Regions from separate parts of the Lactuca sativa genome. Here region 1 is linked to region 2. A link is a contact called in public Hi-C data. All regions are on one chromosome and are shown on one strand. The core of a region is the stretch at or near the end of the contact, and the rest is flanking DNA. Distances in the headings are between cores, read along the strand shown.

The links. Hi-C and Micro-C count contacts between places; a contact is called where the count stands out from the background.
Region 1: a Hi-C map of seed shows a contact between it and region 2, with 5 times the contacts expected there. The contact joins the promoter of LOC111912430 here to the promoter of LOC111882008 in region 2. A contact is called at or near these places in 2 of 4 Hi-C or Micro-C datasets (leaf and seed).

The regions. Positions count from the first base shown.
Region 1 is chr9:89,943,826-89,948,381 of Lsat_Salinas_v11, forward strand. It overlaps LOC111912430 (serine/threonine-protein phosphatase PP1 isozyme 3), which reads left to right and starts at 1,773. Exons shown (of 4, transcript XM_023908168.3): 1 at 1,773-2,193; 2 at 2,394-2,953; 3 at 3,069-3,290; 4 at 3,518-3,812. The coding sequence starts at 2,016. The coding sequence ends at 3,257. It overlaps LOC111912429 (folylpolyglutamate synthase), which reads right to left. Exons shown (of 16, transcript XM_023908166.3): 15 at 4,542-4,556; 16 at 4,180-4,463. The coding sequence ends at 4,404.
Region 2 is chr9:89,739,869-89,744,274 of Lsat_Salinas_v11, forward strand. It overlaps LOC111882008, which reads left to right and starts at 2,989. Exons shown (of 8, transcript XM_023878377.3): 1 at 2,989-3,224; 2 at 3,324-3,525; 3 at 3,687-3,863; 4 at 3,955-4,104; 5 at 4,206-4,307; 6 at 4,377-4,406. The coding sequence starts at 3,331.

The DNA of each region.
Region 1 (4,556 bases), core at 523-3,022, 200 kb after region 2:
ACCGCTGGGAAGGCGTCGGCATGATCCGTACACACTGAAAGGATTTATGTATTTGAGATCTTTTGAGATTTTGGGATTTGTTGTTATGATGACATTGGATACAATTTTTTTGATGTTGTTTTGATGATTGAAAATATGTTCCAAAAATGAAAAATTGTTTTGAAAATTTACGTTGTTACATTAGAGGGGCCAACAACTTCTTATACTTCACTTCATAATCTGCATTTGCGTCCACCTTCTTGGACTTGTACTCCCTGGTGAAGCGATCAATGCCTCCAGAGTTGGAACACTTTGGTCCTTCCTTCTTCTCAACAATTGTCTTCTTACCAGCGACATAGCCTTTAGACGCCGATGAGTCAAACTTTGGTGGAAACCTTCTAGATCCAGATGGTTTCTTGTCACTTTGGCTAATGTAACGTTTTACTATTAAAATTTCACCTTCGGATTCATCATAAAATTTGTTGTCACTATTAGGGAGTGACTTCTTTGAGTAGAGGGCCACATATTTGTTCATGTGAGTGTCTCGCATAATTTCCTTGCGCAAGAGCTTCGTTTCTTCTTAATTACGAAGATTGTCAATGTATCCATCATCTCTTTGGTAGATTTGCAATTTTAAACAAAATGATAGATGTCATAGAGAAGAGCGTTTCCTATGGCAACACGAGCTTTGACGTCAAGAGCAACCAGACGCTCGTTGTCTTGATTGAACTCATGAGCAGGTTTTTCGACTTCATCACCTTCCTTAATGTTATCCTTCATGGGCTGATGCATAGGAACATAGGGATCGTATTTGATGATATCCATCATGGAATAGTTCATGGTTTCAAGGATCATCATGGATTTTGACTTCCACATGGTGAAGTTTTTCTCATCAAACTGTGGGATTTTATGACCAGAAGTGTTTTTAGAGTAACTAGATGGAAAAGAAGAAGACATTGTTAATCGATATCAATGACTTATTGTAATACCAGTTGTGCGATCCCTAATCAAGATCGATTAACAGAAAAGACAAAGAACAAAGGGTTTATCACAAATGTTTTTCACTAAGAATGTTCTCACCAAGAGAACAAGTACAAAGCTAGGATTCGTGAATTGGTAAATTACATGAGCTCTAAATACATGATTTTATAGTAATAACTAGTCGGTGAAAATCCCTACAAATTAGGGATTTAACCTAATCTATGTAAATACAGAGTATATCCAATATCCCGAAGATATCAGATATGCTAACTAACCATATACGTATACATCTACAAAACATCATCACACTGACACTGGCTATGTCGGTTAAGTCTTCACGTTGGCGTTGATGAGACGTTTGCACTGATGGAAGTCAGTGTGACCTGGTTTTACCTCATCAGATTCTAAGGTTTGACCTTACAATAATGATGTGGAGTAGTTTTTTTTAACGACAAATATAATATCCTCATAAACTACTCTTTGAATCCATATATGCCCATGACGAGACTTGAACCCTTAACATCAAAAAAGAGGGCAACACCTTATAGCATTGGATTAGAAACCCTTTAGTGATGTGGGGTAGTTAGTATGCCAAATTGTGATGTGGGCGTCGTGATGAGGTGAGTGAACACTTGTGTGATGGATATACCTATGGCCTAAGAATTTATCCCCATATAAAAGAGAGGCATGTGTAATTTTTTCAAAGTTTAGGGTCGTCTTTGAAATATTGACATTTATTTTAAAGGATCTTAATTTGCACGAAATAATCAACTACTACCCTCTTATATTTATATAACCAGTCACATCATGGCACACTTTTGTTGGCGAAGCCGTCACATTTGAGTCTCACCCTTCCTCAACTTGTTTCGTAAAATGGAGCGATAGTCGTCGTCTTCTTCTTCCTCCTCTCTCTCACAACACGATTATCTACCCATTTCTTCGTCATTCTTAGATTAAACAAATTCAATTTCTAGTTGACCCGTTTCGATTCACGCAGTCTCTCAGCATTTCAAAGAAAATTTCTAGGGTTTCGATTCTTAAACAAACTTTTGATAATGGACCCGGTAGCCCTCGATAGGATAATCGAACGGTTAATTGAAGTTCGATCGACTAAACCAGGGAAGTTGGTGCAGCTCTCAGAGGCTGAAATCAAGCAGCTTTGTGTTGCCTCTCGTGAAATCTTTATGAAACAACCTAATCTTCTTGAACTCGAAGCCCCTATCAAGATTTGTGGTATTTTCTGAATCCATTTCTTTAATGCTCAAGCGTTTAATCATTCGACCGATCTTTGTTGTTTCCGTTTCTTAATTTTGTTTTTGATGATTTGACTTTGCTTTACGCGTTATCTGATCGAGTGTTCGATTGAGGGTTTTCCGCTAAATGGGGATTTTATTTCTAACCCATTATTAACCCCCTTTTGTTTCTGATTTCAGGCGACATTCATGGACAATACAGCGACCTATTGCGACTCTTCGAATACGGAGGCTTTCCTCCCCAATCCAATTACCTTTTTCTCGGCGATTATGTCGATCGAGGCAAACAAAGTCTGGAAACAATATGTCTCTTGCTTGCTTACAAAATCCGGTACCCTGAAAACTTCTTTCTTCTTCGAGGAAACCATGAATGCGCTTCAATAAACCGGATTTATGGGTTTTACGATGAATGTAAGCGCCGATTCAATGTGAAGCTATGGAAAGCTTTCACAGAATGCTTCAACTGTCTCCCTGTCGCTGCACTTGTCGATGATAAGATCTTGTGTATGCATGGTGGACTCTCCCCTGATCTTTCCGATTTGGATCAAATCAGAAACTTACAGCGACCAACTGCCATTCCCGACACTGGATTGCTATGTGATTTGTTGTGGTCGGATCCTAGTAAAGATGTGAAAGGATGGGGGATGAATGATCGTGGGGTTTCTTACACTTTTGGTCCCGATAGGGTGTCAGAGTTTTTGACAAAACATGATCTTGATCTTGTTTGTCGTGCTCATCAGGTTTTTTTTGTAGCTCATTTCTTTTGACTTTTAGTTTTAGGTTAAACTCAAGAAACATCAATTTATACACATTTATTTGTTTAATTTGTTGAGTAAAAGTGTTATGGTGTATTAGGTTGTGGAAGATGGGTATGAATTTTTTGCTGAGAGGCAACTTGTTACAATATTTTCGGCTCCAAATTATTGTGGGGAGTTTGATAATGCGGGTGCAATGATGAGTGTGGATGAGAATTTGATGTGTTCATTTCAAATCCTTAAGCCAGCTGAAAAGAAAAACAAGTTCTTGATGTCTACAAAGATGTAAAATTGTCTTCAACTGCCTAGTGTATTTCCCAAGGTTAGCTCAAATCTTATATCTTTTATATTGTTAATTTACTTGTTACAATGATATATGTCATTAGGTCTTTGTAATGATTCTTGATATTGTTTGTAGTGGTTATAGTATTAATGTCTTTTTGATAGTAATGACATTGACTTAACTACTTTCTTAATGAAAGAATAATTTCATTTTCATTCTATTGTTAGTGTAAATAAAGTTGTGGAAATGATATATTTTTTTGGCAGATAATGTTGGTTTTGGAGAAGAAGAGGAAAAGAAAAGTGGGTGTTGCTCTTAGTTTTATGAAGATTCAATCAACGATTGCATTTGTGTTGAAACTTGAAAGAAATGATGAAGAATGAGGGAGAAGAGGAGAAAATTTGTGTTTTAAAAGCTACTACTTACTTACTCTATTGAATGTGTCTGTCTATATTTAGCTTTAGTAGACATTGTGAATGCTTCTCAATCATTTTGGAAAATTGCCATTAAAACAAACTTGTAGCTGTTTCATTAACTAATCCAGAGAGGGCAATTTGGGTATTCTTGGTTTATTATGTCATCTTGATTTTGTTCAATCTTTTGGGTACACCAAGGATCTTAACATGTTATGAATGAAACCATATGGTGGAAAACATTTTACAAATAAATTGTTAAATATGAAATAATAGTTTTGAAACTAAATTGAAAAGCTAATACCAAAATGACCATTTTCGAACTTCATTATGAGTTGGTTACAAACTCAATGATTCTTGTAAAAAAAGCATGTCCAAAAATTGTTTTTTCTGACAGGATTTGAAATTTTGAATTCAAATATTAGTATCGAATCTACTTTTTTAACTTGAATTTCTCATAAAAAAAAAATTGAAAGAATCGTTTTTTTGCCAACCAAAGTCCTAGTGGATTTCAATTAATTCAAAATCAAATGTTACAGTAACAATTCAAATTTAATCTTACAACTTACAACAGCAATTCAAAGTCAAAACCAACAAGAACAGGAAACTACCAATAATAAAAACCCCATCTTATACATGACATACATAATAACTTTCAAAATCGTCCTTTTGCTGTGTATGTTTTTTCACTTGAATAATTTCTAAGTTTGTTAGAATTACAACAAAAGCTTGTGAAAACTCATTTCTTGAGTAATTTAATGACGTCACCCACCAAATGCAATGAACCAGTTACAAGAACCTGATGCAACCACAATACACATATTCAATCAATCTTTTTTTTATTTAAAAAAGAAAAAAAGAAAAAAGGTCTTATTACCTTGAGTCGAACAGA
Region 2 (4,406 bases), core at 1,739-4,238:
AAAAATGAACATGGTTGGTTGTCATAGGTAATAAATTACAAATTTGGTTACTTTAGCACAAGAAGAACTATTTCCAGAACGATTTTCCCTGGGAAATCGATTAGTACCACTTTCCAAAACATTATTAACAACTAATAATTGTACTGTGTTGGGAGACATAGTAGTAACAAAACTAAGAAAATATCTAACATCACGATCGTCAAAAATCTGCATAACTATATTTGATCCAGGACATTAAAAAGATAGACGAATTTGATTAGTGTGTAACCTAGACTTAGAAGCAATGAATGTAACTAACTAAAGAAGTTGATATAATTGTTTATATCTACACCAAATCATGTGTAATCCGGAACAAGATACTGCATACACTCGTCGATATGTTGTCATTGCCCTCCACTAAAAATTGGAACTCGAAAAAAACTCGTATACGTACTCATTCAAGAACGTTTATGGAAAGTATCAAACAAACAAATATATTAAAAACACAAGTTTATTGCAAATTTGGAACAAAAACATACAAAAACCCTAATTCTAGCTCTCCGGAACACCACTCCGGAATGTACGACCGTTACAAACTTCAGTCCGGAATACATTTTTCAGTCCAGAAGGTACGAAGTGTCAAATTTCGGACCTCATCCCCACCAACCAACATCCACGACGGAAGAAGATCATAAATACTCCGAAATATCGTATTCCGGATCACAACTCCGGAACAAAACTTCGTGCTCCGAAATACGGTATTCACGATCATGTGGTCATTTTTTCAAAAACAAAAACTGTTATTTTTACATAGATGAACTCGTCCACTAGACAATATAATATTAGTTATAATGAATCTCATATATCTTCATGACTCTCTCTCTCACTCATCTTTTGAAAAAAAATTATTTTCAATAGAAAATTAGTTCCACATACCATGGTAAAACACCAAAGTTTAAAATGTTAATACTCTAAATGAAAATACGATCATATTTTAATTTGCAAAAAGGCTAATACTTTGCGATCAATAGTATTTTTGTCATTTTAGATTAAAAAAAAATGAGCCCTATTAGCTATTAGAAAGTTGGCAACTTCTTTTGACTTTTATTTAAGTTGATTACACATTTAAAACGCTGAAATTCGAGTGACATGTGATATAATTTAGTCACAAACAAAATACGTAAATTACAAATGTATTATAAGAGTTGAAAGAATATTCCGAAGCCACAAGTAGAGATATTCTTTACCAACTGGAAATATATTTAATTACTCTTTTTAGATGGTCCCAAAACTCTCTCTGCCCTTTTCTTTACTTTGTCTTTTTTTATGGCACGTGAAAATTACTGTTCGGACCCTTTGTTGGAATTCCTATAGAACAACATGTAAATTTCAAATAATTTCTCTTTTGACAATATAATTTTTAAATAATTGCTTCTCAAAAACATAGACCATAAATGTATTGATTTTGAAAATATGATCTATAAACTAAAACTAGTCTAGAATATGTAGCATTTTCTATTTGATTTGTCATCTGTAATTCATCAAAACAATTTATATGTAGCAAAATTTGTATAATTATAACAAATTTAAGTCCACACAACAACTTTTAGTCATCTAAAATGGGTTGGGTTGGCTAACATATAAACATTTTTGTTTTCCTTAGAACTTTTAAAATAATTATATACAAAATACAATTACAAAATATCCGTTATCATAACCATGTCTATTTTTTTGCATAAATGGATTACATGTTTTAAGCATACAAATATATATTTTACATGACCTCACCAAACAAATATGGAATAGAAAACCATATAGTTTTTTAATCGGGTTTAATAAACCATTTCAAAAAAAAAAATCACTGTTTATAAATTATATATTTGTTTTATTTCTTTTTTTCGTCCAACTTATAACTATAAGGCAGATCTTGAAAATTGTAAAATTTGATCATAATATTTTTTCTATATAAATTATAAAAAAAGATGACTCATGAGACTACCTAACTCCTAATCTCTACTTAAACTCTTTCCCTACATCACACTCACACCGAAAGTACAAAGGTGAAGCAGATTAATATGATAATGTTTCAAGTTAAAAACTCAAGCACCGCTTTATTAACAATCAATGTATGTAGCATATATCTAGCACTTCGTAGTCATGCGTTCACCCTATTTTTAGTTTGGATTTTTTAATTACATGTTGATAAAATATAAACTAAAGCCACTTGTATACTTATAAATTAGTTTATAACCCGTGAAACCACGGCTACAAAATTAATTAAACTTTAATAGTTAGAACACAAAATTATTAATCAATTATAATCGTTAATTTAAATAAATATATGAAATTATATCACCTTATAATTTGTATTAATTTTATTTTAATTTTTATTGCATTGTTATTAATTTATTGTAATTAAAATGAAAATTTTAAAATTTGAAATAGATAATTAATAGGTTGACAAGTTGCATGCATTAATTAAGAGGTTTAATAAAGTGACACGTGACAAAAAAATGTGTATTAATTAGAAGGCCTAATATGATGACACATGTCAAAATGATATTAAAACTATTCTTTTATTAGAATAGGGATGTTTCAAAATAAAAATAAGTATACAAAATACAATAAAATGCATATATTTTCAGCCTTTTAAGCTTGAATTACATACATATATAAGGTTTCCTTTTAAACTTAAATATCACAATCATATCAAAACATAAATATTAAAGTTATACTTGACACACTAATTAAAAAAAAAATTAATTACTAGTCGATAAAAATAATTGAAATACATAAAATAATATAAAAAACTTATAAAAATAAAGTTATTCTATAATTAATAAAATTATATATGATTCTTCTATTTATCAAACATTTCAATATAAATATCTCAAGAAATAAACTAGTTTTAAGTTTAAACGTGATAAAAAAAATAACCTTGTTAAAATCATACTAAAAAGAGAAAATAACATATTGAAATAACCGACCTTTATTTCCTTTTCAGCTACGTAATCAAAGTACAATCTTTTTTAGGAGATGAAATGGGGGTATTGCTTGGTGCTCTCCAACGCCGATTAGGAGTTATCGTCAACAGCCATTCATACGCCATTATCAAGTGCTAAAGCTGGATAAGCTACAACAATTAGCCAACAAGTTGAAACCTTTTCAAACCCAAGCTTCGTGATTCATCGGAGAAGCAAGATCGTCATCTGCTAGGGTTTTGTAATTTTACAGACAGATCTCAAGTACGCGCCTGTTTTATCCAAAATTAGCTGTAACATTTTCGGTTTTTCTTCGATTCGTACACTAAAGACTTTATATATCTTCTATGGATGAACTCTCAGATTAAATATGCAAACGGAAGCGACGGTGGGGGTGGTGGAAGGCGGTGGACCCGCTCGTAAATTGGTAACGCATCACCAGAGGCCGGTGCAGCAGCAGCAATCTCAGGTAGGGACGGTGTCTCAGCTCATAGCCGGTGGTGTTGCCGGAGCCGTTAGCAAGACCTGCACTGCACCTCTAGCTCGCCTCACTATACTTTTTCAGGTTTTCTTTTATACCCTTCTTAATATGTGTATTTCATACACTTCAATCAGTGACCTGAGACTTATTGTTGATTGATTTGGGAAATATACTGGAAATCGAAAATTAATCATATTGGAGTTAGACCATAAGTAATCTGAAGCTGGAATTCCTCGATTCTACAGGTGCAAGGTATGCATTCCGATGCTTCTACCTTAAGAAAAGCCAGTATATGGCGTGAAGCTACACGAATAGTCAATGAAGAAGGATTTCGTGCATTCTGGAAAGGGAACTTAGTGACAATCGCTCATCGTCTACCTTACTCCTCCATCAGTTTCTACGCATTTGAACGCTACAAGAATGTTGGTACAAACGTTCTTTGCTGAAATTCTGTAGTCACATGTACATTTTAATTTGATTTTATAATGTTTTCTTTGCTTTTCAATTCTACAGTTTCTACAAATGTTCATGGGAGTTGAGAGCAATGGAACAAACATAAGTGCAGACTTGTGTATACGCCTTGCAGGTGGTGGTTTAGCTGGTATAACTGCTGCTTCTGTTACATACCCTTTGGATCTTGTAAGAACTCGCCTTTCAGCACAGGTACGATTTTGATAAATCATGAATCATATTAATTGGCAAATGGGAATTATCTTTTTTCATGTCCTAATTCCTAAATTGTTGATCTTTTTAAAATCTTGTAGAGAAATGTTTTATATTATAGAGGTATATGGCATGCTTTACGCACCATAAGCAGGGAAGAGGGGATTTTTGGCCTCTATAAAGGACTTGGTGCTTGTCTATTGGTAATAAAGTTCATTCCTTTATTTGCTATTATTGTTCCCTTTTATCTGACTTCATAAATGGCTTTACAGGGTGTTGGCCCAAACCTTGCAATTAGCTTT